Linked DNA regions of Sus scrofa: region 1 is linked to region 2. A link is a contact called in public HiChIP or PLAC-seq data. All regions are on one chromosome and are shown on one strand. The core of a region is the stretch at or near the end of the contact, and the rest is flanking DNA. Distances in the headings are between cores, read along the strand shown. Region 1 has its middle 56 kb from the start of OSGIN2. Region 2 holds the start of OSGIN2 (oxidative stress-induced growth inhibitor 2).

What was found. HiChIP or PLAC-seq counts read pairs in DNA pulled down with a chosen protein or histone mark.
Region 1: a contact with region 2 is called in an H3K27ac HiChIP or PLAC-seq map of alveolar macrophages. The contact joins the enhancer-like site here to the promoter of OSGIN2 in region 2. A contact is called at or near these places in 4 of 47 Hi-C or Micro-C datasets (embryonic fibroblasts, heart right ventricle and mesenchymal stem cells) and 1 of 2 datasets of contacts at active chromatin or transcription factors (alveolar macrophages).

Annotation. Positions count from the first base shown.
Region 1 is chr4:46,966,056-46,971,450 of Sscrofa11.1, reverse strand. No RefSeq gene overlaps it. Among named protein-coding and RNA genes, the nearest start is that of OSGIN2, 56 kb to the right of the region's middle. Within about 2 kb of position 1,525, at least 1 of the 83 cell types and tissues checked has an H3K27ac peak or open chromatin away from gene starts, as enhancers often do. A contact at or near this core is called in alveolar macrophages, where this site is marked.
Region 2 is chr4:46,909,522-46,915,284 of Sscrofa11.1, reverse strand. It overlaps OSGIN2 (oxidative stress-induced growth inhibitor 2), which reads left to right and starts at 2,344. Exons shown (of 6, transcript XM_005662982.3): 1 at 2,344-2,499.

The DNA.
Region 1 (5,395 bases), core at 276-2,775, 57 kb before region 2:
TTCCAACCAAGAAAAAGAAATTCAGCAAAAAATGACAACACTTGAAAAGGTCAAACAAGCACATTTAAGAGAGAACTGAAGTTAATTTGAAAAGGTGAGGAATGATAAGGCCATTTAGCTATTTTCACCATTTCATTGAAATGCTTCCAACACTAAAAGGAATTGTCAATGTTGGAAAAGAACTGCTGGCAGTAATCTTTGAAAAATTGCAGACAATGGGAGAGATGCAAGAGATATGGACATAGGTATGCCCTAATTTAAGGATATACAAAAGGACAAACTGTCCTCTAGAAACTACTTGCTGGGAGGAGTTACCGTAGTGGCACAGTGGTTAACAAAACTGACGAGGAACCATGAGTTTTCAGGTTCCATTCCTGGCCTTGCACAGTGGGTTGAGGATCCTGTGTTGCCATGAGCTGTGGTGTAGGTTGCAGATGTGGCTCAGATCCTGCATTGCTGTGGCTCTGGCGTAGGCCAGTGGCTACAGCTCCAATTAGACCCCTAGCCTGGGAATCTCCATATGCCTCGGGAGCGGCCCTAGAAAAGGCAAAAAGAAAAAGAAAAGAAAAGAAAAAAGGAAACTACTTGCTGGGAGAGGTTGGTGTGATTCTCAGTAGAACTCTGGTTATCATAGAAGGTAATGGGTGGCTTCCCACCAAAGCTGGCTGACTTCATTTACCTCCCTTCCCCAAACCCACTAAAATGTAAAAGAAGGGTAAAATTAAATTTTTTAAAAGTTTTAGAAAATTCAGAAAGGAGTTCTGATAGTCAGACAGAACAATGAGGAGTTTCTGGGATATCTTGATACTAAAATGCAACAGAGACAAGCAACCCACAAGTCAAGATCCATGAAATAGAACTTCAAAAGCACAAGTTGTCCCAGCAGAATTTTGCAAAAGCCCTACAATTAAAATCAGCAGAAGCTTGTAGGAAGAATTCAGCCCTGGGCAGGGGCCTGGTAACCAATAAAAGCAGAGCCCTTGTGCTGGATGTTGTGAATCATGAGAGTTTTTTTTTATGAGACTCAAAATGACAACACAACCACAGAATCAGGACCTTGTCCCTGGAAAAGGAGAGCTTCATATCCATGAAATAAATCCACACTCCCTCTGCCACACATGACCACTTGAGTCGAAACGGACTTAATCCAAACTTGAGCTTCAAGCCAGGCAAAGAAGAATTCTTACTCCTCAGCCACCAACTTAGGATCTGGCACAAATTCAATAAAACCACCAAGAATCACCAAGCAACCAAAAAGATGGAAAGAAAAGCACCAAACTCAATAAAGAGATCTGACCCCTGAGAAAACACAATATAGGAACACTGAATAAAATGCTAAAGTAAACATATTAGTATCTCCAGAGAGATTCTAGGGAAGTTTGAACCTATTAAAAAATGAAATACAGATGACTACTAAACATTTGAGAAGATATTTAAGCTTATTCACACCACAATAAGATCTTAAAAAGGGGAGAAAAAAGGGAAGCAATGATCACTCCAAGTCAGCATGAACTCATAAAGCAAAGTCATGCCTCAATTACTTCATTTCCTTTTTGAGAGGTCATCAGAAAAAAAAATTTTCATGATAACAATACCCTGAAAAAAAATTATATCCTACCAGTGACTGATAGAATGATAGAACAGCAAGCTAATAAAAGTTTGAGTTAACCTATTATAGAAATTTCCTTTCTATTTTCTTTTTCTTTCACTTTTCTTTTTTTTTTTTTTTTTGTATTTTTTGTCTTTTTAGGGCCACACCCACAGTATATAGAGGTTCCCAGGCTAGGGGTCTTATCAGAGCTGTAGCTGCCAGCTTACGCCAGTGCCAGATCCAAGCCACGTCTATGATCTACACCATAGCTCACAGCAAACGCCAGATCCTTAACCCACTGAGTGAGGCCAGGGATCAAACCCGCAACCTCATGGTTCCTAGTGGGATTCATTTCCTCTGTGCCATGATGGGAACTCATTTTTTCACTTTTCAGGGCAGCACCTGTGGCATATGGAAATTCCCAGACTAGGGGTCAAATCAGAGATATAGCTGCCAGCCTACAGCACAGCCACAGCAATGTGGGATCCAAGCCGCATCTGCAACCTACATCACAGATCACAGAAAAGCCAGATCCTTAACCCATTGAGCAAGGCTAGGGATCAAACCTGCATCCTCATGAATATTAGTCAGGTTGTAACCCATGAGCCACAATGAGAACTCCAGAAATTTTTAACTTAATCGTTTTTTCCTCTAAATTGTGAACTTCTTGAAAGAACAAACCATTTTTCTATATTGCATTCAGTCTATCTGATTGTCTAGGAGATATTTAGAAAACGACAGATTTTTCAATAAGTATCTATTGAATGATAATTAAATTTAATGATACACAGAGCCTATGTTAAAAGTGTGTATGAAAGATGAAAGGGGAGTAGTAGCTAGCTTCTCAGTTCATTGGGGAGCAATGTAGGAGTTTTAGCTAATTACCTGCTTAGTATTGCGGATATTATTACATTGCTGACAGAAGATCTATATAGATAAAAGTTTATGGTAATGGACAAATAGTAAGGGATACGGAAGAGCTGTGGCAGATTGTCTTTTTTAAAGATGACTATAACAATAGCTCTTAGGCCACAAGTTCTTTCTTTAATGTTACTTTGACTTTTGATACTCCTCCCACTGAAAAGTAGGGTCTATGTTCCCTCCCCTTGAAACTGAGTGAGTTTGTTACTATGGCATACTGTTACTATGGCAGATGAGTACTATATTGGAACAGAGCTGCAGTGTGTGGCTGTGTTGTGTGGAGGGGTATTGTCTTTTTCACACTATGCTACGTCATATGAAACATTTTCAGTTATTATAATTTCCATTTCTAATGATTTTATTTTTAGTGGCATGTGGAAATTCCCAGGCCAGAGACCTACACTATAGCTGCCTCAACTCCAGATCCTTAACCCACTGCACAGAGCTGGGGATCTAACCCATGCCGTCAAAGCAACCTAAGCTACTGCAGTCAGATTCTTAACCCAGATAGGAACTTCCAGTGATTTTTTTTTTTTTTTTTGTCTTTTTGCCTTTTCTAGGGCCCTCCCAGGGGCATATGGAGATTCCCAGGCTAGGGGTCTAATCGGAGCTGTAGCCACCGGCCTACGCCAGAGCCACAGCAACGCGGAATCTGAGCCGAGTCTGCAACCTACACCACAGCTGATGGCAACACTGGATCCTTAACCCACTGAGCAAGGCCAGGGATCGAACCTGCAACCTCATGGTTCCTAGTCAGATTCATTACCACTGCGCCATGACGGGAACTCCTCTAGTGATCTTTTAAATTACAGTTTTACTAAATTTATCTTAACAAACTTTCTGAGTCAAAAAATCTATTGTTATGTAAATTAATTGGAAAGAAAAGAATGAATATGGTATATGTACAACTGGGTTATTTTGTTGCACAGCCAAAAATTATCACAGCCTTGAAAATTAACTATACTTCAATAAAACTTTTTTAAAAAATGGAATGGAGGCATTCCTGTTGTGGCTCAGCAGTTAACAAATCTGACTAACATCCATGAGGATACAGGTTCAATCCCTGGCCTTGTTCAGTGGGTTAAGGATCTGGCATTGCCATGAGTTGTGGTCTAGGTCACAGACATGGCTTGGATCCACCGTTGCTGTGGCTGTGATGTAAGCCAGCAGCTACAACTCCTATTCAACCCCCAGCCTGGGAACCTCCATATGCCACGAGTGTAGTCCTAAAAAGCAAAAAGGGAGGGGGGGAGGTTGGAAAGTAATTGAATTAATGAAATTAAAAATAATTGAATTTAGTCACAAAGTATGTACAAGGATTCTCAAATGCATCCATGTTATTGTCACTAGAGGGAGCTCAGCACTTAATTTGTATTCTAAAAGAGTATAGCACACCAGCAATCACATTACAAGGGCAGCTTGCATCTCATCACTCTGTGTAGTTAGGGGATTTCCAAACAAACCAACACTGATATTTTTCCTAGAAAATGAAAGTGACTGACAGTAGTCAGTAACTCTCAGACTTTTCACTGTACTTGGTGCAAGTATAAATGCCTTTACCTCTATGATACCACTGTCAAAATAACACACACACTTCTTTGCCTGCCCCTCTGAAATGACTCATGCTATTTGCAATGGTCCAAAATGTAGTGGATGAGTAGAGATTGGAACATGATGCATGAAATGTGCTTCAGCAAAGAGTCTCAGGAGGAGAGTCTATGCAGAGCAATCAGCAACAATAATCGTAGGAACAGGCCTGGGCCTCAGATGATGCTCCATATTTAGGTCTGGATTATTATTGTGTATGAACTGCTCATAAGTACATCTTGTGTACTCATCTTTAAAAAACAAAGGAGATCTTTATTTTGTCACCATCATTTATGGCCAAATGTCACTGAACTTTAGACACAAGCTGTTTAAAAGAAAAAGGATTAGATGAGATTTTTTTTTTTTTTTTTTTTTTTTTTTGTCTTTGTTGCTATTTCTTGGGCCGCTCCGGCGGCATATGGAGGTTCCCAGGCTAGGGGTCGAATCGGAGCTGCAGCCACCAGCCTACGCCAGAGCCACAGCAACGCGTCTGCAACCTACACCACAGCTCACGGCAACGCCAGATCGTTAACCCACTGAGCAAGGGCAGGGACCGAACCCGCAACCTCATGGTTCCTAGTCGGATACGTTAACCACTGCGCCACGACGGGAACTCCCTAGATGAGATTTTTAGAAGATAGTAAGCATTTACCAAGTCCTACAGCTGAGGGATTTTTTTTTTTTTTTTTTTTTTTGGCTTTTTAGGGCCACACCATAGCATGTGAAAGTTCCCAGGCTAGGAGTCAAATTATAGCTGCAGCTGCCAGCATATGCCACAGCCACAGCAACTCAGGATCTGAGCCACGTCTGCACCCTACTCCACAGCTCAGGATCAAGGCAACACTGGATCCTTAACCCCCTGAGAGAGACCAGGGATTGAACCCACATCCTCATGGATACTAGTCTGGTGCATTAATCCCAAACTTCTCATTTTCTTTCCTCCCTGCTATCCACTTTAGTAAACATAAGTTTGTTTCTAGGTCTGTGAGTCTGTTTCTATTTTATAAATTAGTTCATTTACATTATTTTTTAGATTCTGCATATAAGTGTTAGCATATGCTATTTGCCTGACTTACTTCTCTTAGTATATTATCTAGGTCCAACCATATTGCTGCAAATTATGTTGTTTCATTCTTTTTATGGCTGAGTTTACTCCATTGTATACATACATATACCACATATTCTTTATCCACTCATCTGTCAATGGACATTTAGGTTGCATCCATATCTTGGCTATTGTAAATAGCGCTGCTATTAACATTGGGGTGTATGGATATTTTTCAATTATGGTTTTCT
Region 2 (5,763 bases), core at 1,095-3,594:
CATTTGGGGCTGAGAAGCCCTGTTAAAGAAACCTTGTTACTTACTTACCTCAAGCCCAAATTCTGTTTAGATTCTTCAATACATGGGCACCCCAAACCTAAGTTCCTTGTCTTGTCAATTTCTTACAAATTTATGATTTCTTTGCCTAAAAAGTATAAAAGCTGGTTCTTTTAGTCTCTTCTTAGGACCCATTTGTATGAGACCTCCATGCGATGGATTAAGTTTTTCTTTTTATCTGAGAGAATGGATATGTGTATATATGTATGACTGGAACACTTTGCTGTAGAGCAGAAATCATCACAATCTTGTAAATTAACTACACTTCAGTGAAAGAAATTTTTCTGGAGTGTCCATTGTGATTCAGCAGGTTAAGAACCTGGCTAGCATCCACGAGTATGTGCGTTTGATCCCTGGCCTCGCTCGGCGTGTTAAAGGATCTGGCATTGCCACAAGCTGCAGTATAGCTTTGTTTGTTTTTGTTTTTGTCTTTTTAGGGCCACGACTACGGCATATGGAGGTTCCCAGGCTAGGGCCTGAATCTGAGCTGTGGCTGTCAGCCTACACCACAGTCACAGCAATGCCAGATCCAAGCCACTTCTGTGACCTACACCACAGCTCATGGCAATGCCAGATCCTTAACCCACTGAGCAAGGCCAGGGATTGAACCTGCAACCTCATGGTTCCTAGTCAGATTCGTTAACCACTGCGCCACGATGGGAACTCCTATGATATTATTATTGATAATAATGAAAACTAATATTTATTTTGTGATTAAAATGAGCCAGGCACTACGATAAGTGCTTTATAAGTATTTTCTTAATTCTTACAATCAATGAAGTAATTATTATTAGCTCATTTTACAGATGAGGAATCAAAGCCCAGAGATGCTGAGTAACTTGTCCAAGATCACGCTGCTAGCAAAGATTCCAAAACAGACATTTTAATTACTACAATTTAATGTATAAAATACTGTACATTATACACCAGTAAGGAGGGTTGTTCAGTAAGGATTCTACAACTAGGTAACATTGGAAGCCCAGAAGTTACCATGGACTGGAATGGTTGCCAGTGTGAGATAAGCTCTACACTAAATGTGCTGCTCAGGGCACTGAAAGGAAGAGTAAGGGTCCATTACACAGACAGGGGAGTTTTAGACCACATACTAATTTACCATCCCATCAGAAGTATCTGAGTCTGTTGCTCTGCAATATCATGAAACCTGGGGTTTATTTTTAAATAGAATTTCAATTTCAAAAAAACAAATACAAAAAAACTCTGCTATAAGAAAAATACTTATGTAGTTTTTGTGGCTTGGTTTAATCACTAATTACTATCAAGTTTAAGCCACGACTGCAAGTTTCCAAGGCTTAAATACAAGCCAGATTAAATCTAAAATCTGACATACCCACTTTATTATTTGAAAATCTGGAAATACTGCAAAAAAAAAAAAAAAGCCATAAAGGAAAAGCTATACGAAGTACTCATAAATCTTCTTATATTTTAATATTTCAGTTCTGGATTGGCATAGCTTTTACGAGTTTAGTTTCTTTAAATTTAAAAGGATGTTATTTTATTTTATTTTTTGTCTTTTCAGGGTTGCACTCTTGGCATAGGGACGTTCCCAGGCTAGGGGTCCAATCAGAGCTGTAGCTGCCAGCCTACACCACAGGGACGCAAGAACTGAGCAGCCTGTGACCTAAACCACAGCTCACAGCAACACTGGATCCTTAACCTACTGAGCAAGGTCAGGGATGAAACCCGCGTCCTCATGTATGTTAGTCCGGTTTGTTAACTGCTGAGGAACGATGGGAACTCCAGATGTTATGAATATTAACAAAAAATTAACTTATGCCTTACTTTCTGAAACAAAGTAAAATGAACATTGGAGTAAAATGAATATACACACGTATTTTCTTACAGCGTAAAACCCTGGAAGCAGGCTGAGTCCTACAATTTTATTTTAAGCCCCACAGACTTAAAGTCTGTTAAGTCCAGGTTTGTTCCATGGTAACATTCAGGAAAAACTGAGAACTTAGAAATTTTAAGAAGAGAAACCTAAGTAAGATTTAATTGCAAAAATATCTAGATCTTTTTTGTAAGGAGGAATAGAAAGATATCTCTGTATATGCAGTCAATCACTTCTAGGTTTTCCCCGCCTTCATTTCTTGAAAACACCGAACAGGGAAACTCTTCATTCCATACATTTCTAACTTTCCTTGCATTACAATCACCTGGAGGAATTTTTTAAAAACACATTCCTGCCTTCCCCCGCCCTCGGTGAATTCTGGGCGGGGCTAGCACCCGGTTTTTTTAATCAGGGATGCCACTTAAGAGGGACCTTAGTCGGTAAACCAGGCTTCCCCTATCAGAACCTCTGGGGTGGGGCGCACTCGTGGTTTACTGGGTTCCCCCATTCGATTGTGACGCAGGCTCAAGAGTGAAAAGCGCGGGGGAACTCCGGGCGTCTGCGCTCCGGCCAGCACGAGCAAAGCCGCTAAAGTGAGTTTCTTGGGGCGGGTATCTCGGTCTTTCCCGGGCGTCTTCGGCGAAAGGCCCGAACGAAAGGACTACGGAGACTCTGGCTTGCGCGCTCGGGTTGGCAGACGCAGTGCAGCAGACAAGGTTTTTCCCCTGCACCGTCCAGCTACTACGATTAGGAGCTCTTCCTCTTCCCCTTGTCACCTAGCCCCCAGCATCCTCCCAGCCTAGCTAACCACCCACGCCACCAGTTCGGGAACACGGAATAGGGTCCGAAGAGCTCAGGCCGAAGCCGCCCATCACCGCAAACGCCGCGGTCGGGTGGGCGGGCGGATCTCGGCCCCCGCGGGCCTCTCAGCAGCCGCTTGGTCAGGCCAGGCCCCTAGCAGGCCGCGGCTCCACCAATCCCAGGCCTCGCCCGCCGCCGCCTCCGCACCTGCGAGGAGGAGCCCGCGCGCCTCCGCCACAGCCGTCGCAGCGTCCCCGCCCCGCCCAGTTCCGCCCCCATCGCGGCACCCTGAGATCTTCACCGCTGGTGTCTCGCTGCCCGCAGGCGAGGAGCGGAAGCCTCTCTGTTGAGGCGTATTTTGGCGCCCCGGGGCCCGGCCGGCTGCCGAATCGCAGCTTCCGGGCAGCCGCGGCCACGGCCTGGCGCGGGGCGCGGGAACCCCGCGGACTCCGCGACCGGGCGGCGCCCCGGACGGGTCACCCCTCCGAGATAAGAGGCAGTGGCTGTGGTGGTCGCGCTCCGGCGCCCCGTGCGCCGCGCTCCATGCCCGTGTGGTGTTGCCGCTGCTCTCTGGCCGGTCATTTCAGGTGACTTCTCCGCCGGGGAACGAAGGGGAGCAGGCGGAGGGTGGAGTGTTGCGAGGTCCGGCGGCAGGGCCTGGGCCGAAATGGGCAGAGGCCGCGCGTGTCTGGAGTCGGAGATGGGTCGAGGGTGGAAGGCGAGCGTCTGGACCGCAGAAGCCCCCTGCCTCGTCCGCTGCTTCCTCCCTATTCCTGCCTAGTCGAGGTTTCCCTCACTCCGGGGCAGTCGCTTCTGTTAACATCTCCCTTTTACTGAACCGCGCCAGTCATGGGACTGCGGGACCGGCTAGGCCTGGGTCGAGTCGGTTACTGCGACTGAGACTTCTAAGTACTGCAAAGTTTGTGTGTAGTGTTGTGAAGGTCCCTCTAGACCCCCGCACACATCTTAAACATTTTTTTTTCCTTAAAAAAAAAAGTCTGATAAGTTACTGGTTTGAAGGGAAGGCAGGGAACCATGTTTAAAATGTGATGGTCTAATTACAAATAGGTTCTGACTTAAAGTGTTAGTCATTGTAAATAATATATGTTGTAGAAATTTGAGAAATATGGTGCGTCTAGACTAACATTATGGGGAATGTTTTAGGATATACATTTTGAAATAAAAGTGGATGTACTAGATCCAGCACAGTTGGCCAGCACTACCATTCAGTTATGGAGAGAAATTCGACAAAAACTTAAAACGGGTTTTAACCCTGTGGTGAAGAAACGTTAAGCTTAGTGAAGACTTTAGTAAAGTGCCTTGCTTTCTATAAATGAATGCTAGAATAGTGATATACAAAATTTCTTTTGTGAAATATGAAATTCTGATCAAGATTTCTTAAATCGCGGTGCAAATGTAGACTTTAGATGACCCCTGAACTTGGATGTAAAGAAAGGGACCAGGAATTTTCACTCAACTTTTACCAAAATCTGTTTTCTTCAGTTGTGAATATAAGCAGTAAACCACAGTAGTATTTGTGACTGTCATCAATAGAAATCACAAGTATTTTCATATTATTGTTGACAGGTACCTAGAAATACTGTTTGCTTATTTCTTCAAGATTATAGTAATTATTTTACATCATTGAACTTGGTTTTCCGCACCAGGGGCGTATGGAGGTCCCCAGGCTAGGGGCTGAATCAGAGCTGTAGCCGCCGGCAACCACAGCAACCCCACATCCTGGCAGTGCATGTGACTTGCACCACAGTTTAAGGCAATGCAGGATCCCTAACCCACTGATGGAGGCCAGGTATGTAACCTGCCCCCTTAGTGGATCCTAGTCAGATTGGTTTCTACTGAGCCACTATGGGAACTCCTGAACTTATTTAATACAATAAAGTACATAAAAACATTCCAAGTTTACTTTTTAGTTTCCGTGTAAATCCTATTATGGATTTAATGATAATATTCAAAGAAGAGGTCCAGAGGCTTCACCAAATTGCAAGAGGGGATGTAAGGCATAGGACAAAGAAGACTCGCAATTCCTGTTGTAATAGAGAAGCAATCCAGGCTTGCACTTTTTCAGTGCCGAAACCAGCTCAGCAGGATGGGGCTGAAGAACGGGTGCTGTGGAACTTGAGGAAAAAAAGTTAACATAAAACAAGACACAGAGACATTTATCCTAAGTAAAGGTGGGAACCGGGGGACTCAAGGTCTCAGGGACCGAGAGCCCTGCCTCAAGAAACCACACTGCTTTTATTGTGCTCTTGAGGATTATGTCATGTGAAAAGGGGGTTGTAGGTGCAGGATATAGGTTTTTTAAATTATTTTATAAGTTCTTTTATTATTTTAAAAGTCACTTAGCTGGTAGATGGTTAAACTTTTACTCTAAACTTTAGGCATTTAAGAATCATTAGCATTTGAGTTAGCTATCTATGCATAGCATTTCAGAGAATCCTCACTGTGCTTCCACAAAGGGCATGCCTATCCGCGGCAGCCCTGTGTGCCTAGGTTTGCTAATGTGTGTGTTTGCTGTGTGCCTCTTTGCTAATGCATATTCTGCTAAGGACTACTCATAAACCACTTGGCCATGAGGTTCCTCTTTCTCTTATTCTTTAGAGGACATATCATGCTTGTGCAAATGGCGTGCCAATCTGCACAGGTCCGGCATGCCTAGACCAATATATTATGCCCTCATTCAGCTGACCCTGCGAATAACCCATGCGTTTAGGTCTTTGTTTTTAAGCTTAAGTCATTTACTATCACAGTGACTGTTTCTCAAGCAGGAAGAGGGGACAAAGTAAGGAAGGACAAGATGGAGTTTTCAGCAAAGAGGCTAAGAAAATATTACAAAAACATGTCTCGCAACATCGTAGGAGTCTCTAAATTCTGGATGTTAAAGTTCATTTTATGTAATAAAACTGTTGGATTTTAATTTCTAGGCACATTTATTTGTTACTTATTTGACAGTGATTTGAGAGTCTCAGATGCACTTTGGAGAACTTAAAACAAGTTCCTCTAGTGAAAACTTGTTAAACTGAAGCCCCTGAAAAAAT